2 separate regions of the Mus musculus genome follow, and region 1 is linked to region 2. A link is a contact called in public HiChIP or PLAC-seq data. All regions are on one chromosome and are shown on one strand. The core of a region is the stretch at or near the end of the contact, and the rest is flanking DNA. Distances in the headings are between cores, read along the strand shown. Region 1 holds the start of Vwa3b (von Willebrand factor A domain containing 3B). Region 2 holds the start of Arid5a (AT rich interactive domain 5A (MRF1-like)).

Evidence for each region. HiChIP or PLAC-seq counts read pairs in DNA pulled down with a chosen protein or histone mark.
Region 1: a contact with region 2 is called in a FOXA1 HiChIP or PLAC-seq map of pancreatic cancer cells. The contact joins the promoter of Vwa3b here to the promoter of Arid5a in region 2. A contact is called at or near these places in 1 of 484 Hi-C or Micro-C datasets (CD8 T cells) and 2 of 115 datasets of contacts at active chromatin or transcription factors (memory CD8 T cells and pancreatic cancer cells).

The regions. Positions count from the first base shown.
Region 1 is chr1:37,027,892-37,030,591 of GRCm38.p6, reverse strand. Vwa3b (von Willebrand factor A domain containing 3B) reads right to left here and starts at 1,279. Exons shown (of 28, transcript NM_001370828.1): 1 at 1,164-1,279.
Region 2 is chr1:36,306,432-36,309,131 of GRCm38.p6, reverse strand. Arid5a (AT rich interactive domain 5A (MRF1-like)) reads right to left here and starts at 1,399. Exons shown (of 7, transcript NM_001172205.1): 1 at 1,296-1,399. The coding sequence starts at 1,299.

The sequences.
Region 1 (2,700 bases), core at 30-2,529, 720 kb before region 2:
ACAGCAGGAAGATTAAGATGGATAAGACCTTTCATCCCAACACTTAGGAAACTGAGGCAGGAGGACTGGGATCACGCTAAGAGCCCTTCTTTGTCGGCTGCTATGCACCTGCCCATAGTGAGAAGCCAAGAACAATCCAGTCACTGTTCTTACAAGCCCTGGACCAGAGTCTAACTTAGACTCTATTAATTCAATTTGGATCCTTGGTAAACGTATGATCAACACCTCCAATCTTCATCCTTGCTAGTTTCTAAAAAAAGAAATCTGTGCATGGGGGAGGGAGGGAGGGAGTAGTATGGAGGGGTAGGAGATGGGGAGGTATGTTGTGGGAGTTCTGAACTCTGATTCTTCTGGGAAGAAAGGAAGCTGGGATGAAGTTCCCTGATGTATCCTGTTACAATTCTTAACAGTCTTATTCTTTCTATCCTTAAAAGGCAAAGCTAGGCTAAGAGCATCGCCTCAGATAAACGTGGGCAGGGTTAAGGGATTGAAATGGTCTGTGGGACACACTGTTGAGAACAGGACCAAGAATTGAAAACTGGGCTCGTGGGGTGGGGGTGGGGCTGTTAGGTCATCGCCGAGAAGAAAAGAAATGGAGAACTTCTGAGAAGATTAGAAGAACAACTACATGAGGTTAAAAGTCCATATTAGAAAGTGAAAGTGATGTGAATGCCCCCAAAAACCAAGAGGCAAGCAGAGGCTTTCTCCAGACTCAAACCTTTCACTCAAGAAGATCGCTTTGAGTTTGGATTGTTAAGTTTTGATCATTGCTTCTCAGAAATGAGTTTCTAATATACTGATCAGTATGCTATGTCCTCTGACTAACTTTGGCCTCTGGATAGACAAGCATTAGGGAGCTGAGCTTCTGCAAAGAGTGGGGGTGGGGGGAGAGCCCTGGGTAAGAAGGGCTCGCACACGTCTGCGACTTTGACTCTGAAATCCAGCTCTCAAGTGGGTGCGGCCTGGCCACTGCCCTTTCCCAGCAGAAGCGAGGTCCAGCTCGGAAATTACAAACTTGTTTTTTCCCTCACACAACCAGTTGGAAACCTGGAAGATCTGGTCTAGAAGGATGGTATCCCCCACTTAGTAAGTAATCTGTCAGTTGCGAGGCCAGGCGGCTTGCGTGCGTCAGCGACCCTCCCACCCTCCAGGGCCTCACTAACCAGAGCAGGAGGTGGGCGCGGCCAGCATCCCACTGCTGGACAAGGCTGTGACTCCCCCTGATGCTGGCGAAGGGTCCCCGCCTCGGGCACAGAGTTGCGGGAGTCCAGTTTCTGTTGACAACCACATCGCTGCAGTTGCTAAGACACCGCCAATCACAGCGTGGCTCGGGATCCGGCCCCGCCCACCAATGAGCCCCTCAGAGGGAGTAAAGAGATGATGGGGACTGCGAAGAAACTGGATGTTGGTGTTGCAAAACCAATTTGGTCCACCCGGAAAGAGAGCAGCCTAAGGCTCGTCCTCTGCGCCTGACCCTGGGAAAGTTGACAGCGGCAAATATTAGAGATTAGGTTAACAAATATTCAGATGGGCAGAAAAGCAGACGACTGCCCGCTGAAGGAAGCCTGTTCTCTCGATTTACTTCCGGCAGATTACCGCAGCCCGCGCCTTTTGTTTTGATTTCTCCCTCGGTATTATAAAGAGATCCTTTCTTCATTGCGTCTTTAAGGGAAGGAAACCTAGAGTTGGAGCGGTTCGTTACAGGTGCTCAGCTAGAAGGGGTGGTCAGATGAGCGTTCACAGTTTTGCCAGATTGTAACTTTGGACACAAGAGCTGCCAGGATCAAAAAAAAAAAAAAAAAAAAAAAAAAAAAAAGATTGTGAATAAAACCTCCTGGAGAGGAGGGGGGAGGGAAGCTGTGTCCGCAGAGACTGATTTTGACTGATTAGAATTTCAGTTCTGCAGAGAGGTTAGAATGTTGCTGTTCTGAAGGCTAATTGCCTTATCTTGGGCCAGTTCTAACCCCTCTTGGAGAGCCATTCCTTGCCCACTTCTGTGACCAAACTAACCTCTTGTGACTAAAAGATAGACGGACAACTAGCCTCCACCAATCCAAAGGCTAAGAATGTCCCACAGCATCTTGAAAAGCTTTCCCCACTCTCACCGTGCCTGCTTCTCTGGTGTGCCCTCCAAGGTACTTTAAATTTATCATGATTTGTGACTTTCTTTGTTCTATGAAAAGTTCATGAAACTGCTTCCACGTTGGAACATGGAGTTTGGGGTAAACTAAATCTGTGTTGTACAGGGCCACAGCTATTCAAAATGGCTCCAGAACAGGCTTGCTTATACCCTCTAAGCTGAGAGCTGTGGTTTTTGCAAATCTACAGGTAGTACTCCTATAGGGATTCGGTACTGCACTCTACCTAATGCTTATTTAGTCTTGCCTTACAAGCATACAGATGGCTCAAAATGCAAACCTGCCATTCTTCAAGCAATCACACTCACACAAAAATGTGCTTATGAAAATCTATAAGTAAAAGATTCTATAAGGGCTGGAGAGATGGCTCAGAGGTTGAGAGCACTGATTATTTTTTCAAAGGTCCCGAGTTCGATTTCCAGCACCCACATGGTGGCTAACATCTATAATGAGATCTGATGCCCTCTTCTGAAGTGCAGGCAGAACACTGTGTACATAATAAATAAATAAATAAATAAATAAATCTTTTTTTTAAAAGAGTCTAGAGTAAGCCACATGAAGC
Region 2 (2,700 bases), core at 150-2,649:
ACTCGTCCAAGAGGCAATCTAGATCATTACAGATCAGCTTCCCACCGAGGGCAGCGGAAGGCCACTAGGAAAGAAGAGAAAGAGCAAGGAGTTTTTGAAGCCTGGTCCTCCCTCACTGTCAGACCTTAGTCTGTCTCTATGCCTCAGTTTCTCTGTAATAGAAGACGGGGTGGGGTATATAATTCTAGGCCATTCTGCCTCTGTCACTTCAAGTTCTAGGCCAAGCAGTCATTTAGGACACTAACTGCTGTAGAGACAGACCCTCTAGCTTAACATTCCTCACCCTCCCCTGCCCAGGCATCCATCCTCTTTAGACACTGAGATCCTTAGATTTGCATCAATTCCCAGCAGTGCCCGCGGGGCGGGGCAAGGAGCACCTGTTACACTCATCTGAAATGAAAGACTCTGCAAACTAGGGGATACAGCCTGAGCAGCACAATTTGGGATTAATTTGAGGCCTTCCCGGCCTACGGTTGGCCCCACTGTGCCTGTGGGTTAGGTGTGGGATGTGACCCCGGCCAGGGAGCAACGCCTGGGTAGTGAGTGCAAAGGGCCACAGATCGGTGGTGTGGTTGTGCCCCTAGTTCGCAATAAGAGCAAAGCCAAACTTGTTCGTCGCACTCTGGCAGCCTGAGCTTCTGCCCTCGGTCCACTAAACACCCCCAGTCCAGGGCCATCACCCTGTCCCTTTGAAGAGACCCGAGGGAAAAGAGGGAAACTCAGAAGATCAGGCGGGTAAAAAGAAACCGTCTTTCCTGCTGGGGGTTGGAAAGAAAAAGAAACAAAAAGAAAAAGGAAAGAGAAGAGAGAAGGAGCAGGGGATCTGAAGCGTGTGACCGTCAAACCATCAGCATGTCCCTTGGCAGAAAAGAGGAACCGTTGATTCTTCAAAGCGCATTGAGCAATTTCTTCAAAACCCGCGCAGTCACTTTCAGGAATCGCGGCCGCAGTGGGAAGCGCTGCGCGCGGCCCGGGCGCCTCGGTTTCTGAGAAGCGAAGCGCTGGGCTGGCACGGGGCAGGGAGGGGCCCGCGGCCGAGAAGCTGCTGCTGACAGCTGTCACAACAAATGGGCCCAGAGCAGCTCGAGATTGAAACCGCAGCAGGAAGTGTGGGCGGCTCAGTGAATTTCAGTCCAGACTCGGAGAGGAGAGTTTCGAGATAAACGCCTGGGAAGCCCCTGGCCGCCCCGACTTTCCACGAGAAGAGAGCACGCAGACATTCGGGTTACCCTGAGAGCCACGATCGCTCTGGGACCCCAGCCCTCTGACCCCGGCGCCGCCCGCCAGCCGCTTACCCATGGCCCAGCGAGAGCGCGCGTCGCTATGCAGAGACCCTCTACACGCACAGCCGTCCTGTCCCAGCGCTCTCGGCGCGACTGACTACCGGCGCCGCTCGACTGCCTCCTCCCCCGCGGACCCGCCCATGGACCCGCCCCCCCCCAGCGCTCTGGGCGCCCATTGGTGAATCCTATTTTCTAGAGCGGAGCAGACTCCGCCCCCTTAGACCCGAGGACGTCTGGGAGTTGTAGTGTGCGCCCACTTTGCAGCTAGGGGCTGATGTAAGAAACTCAAGAATCAACTGCTGTCGCATGTCTGTTGGTTTCCCTAGAGGCAAAACTAGAGTCTTAGAAAAACTGCCCGCTCTTTGTAGCTTGCCAAAGACTGGGTGGGGTTAAATAAAGTGCTTCTGGCTTTTACCTGAAGTGGTCCTGGCCGGTTCCATCCTTTCCAACTTTACACAGTAAGTACTGTTAGCCTACCAGAGGCCAATCTAGAAAGTCTGTGGTCCAGGCCTAATGCCCAAAATGCCCATGTCTACATATGTCATGTAGACTGAGTGAAAGCCACAAGATGGACCGTGCAAAGAGGAAGTGAACGAGTTGAGGGTGAATGTGGACAAGATTAGTAGAGAGAACAGTCATTTGGACCCGTGTGGGTTATAGAAGATGACGCTAAAACTTGAGATTTAAAAGCAGAAAGCCTTATTAGCTTGAACTCGAACTCTGTTCCTATTATGTAGTTAGTATCCCCGGAATCAAATTCTGTTGATTAACTATAATACTCATACAGCTCGGTGCATTTCATACCATCATTATCTTCATTATATAGAGCAAAACAGGCCTGGGTGATTAATTAGCTCATATTACTGGTCGGTGGTAGGGCTAGAGAATTGGGGCACAGAGGAAGGCTTCATAGTTAGCCCCCAACATTTTAGTGTTCCCCTTCACACTGAACAAATGGACAGTCTGCATTTGATGACTTTGACCCTCTGGGCTTTATCCATAAGCTCTGGAATGGCAGATCTGCAAGCTCAGCCTGGAGCAGACACCAGTGAGCTTGGTGGATAATTGTAATAAACCAGTGCTTGCCGATCTGGTAACAGGCAATATTGTGGTTGATATTTATTAACTGCTCAGAATAACGAGCAGAACAATGATTGTAACAGTGCCTCCCACATCCAAGATTACAAACCCCAGTCCACCCCAAGAGATCCAAGACTCTAGCAGAGATGCAATCTACCAAGAGATACCACCTGGAAACTTCACAGGCTTCTAGTCACTGTGTTCATTTGGTAAGGGTCGATTGGTTGGGTTAGCTACAGTGCCAGGTTAGGTATGGAGATCTGCACGCTGCCTTCAGTGTTGCAGTATAGACCATCCACTACCTCCTGGATTGGATACATCTATCAATGAGGCACTC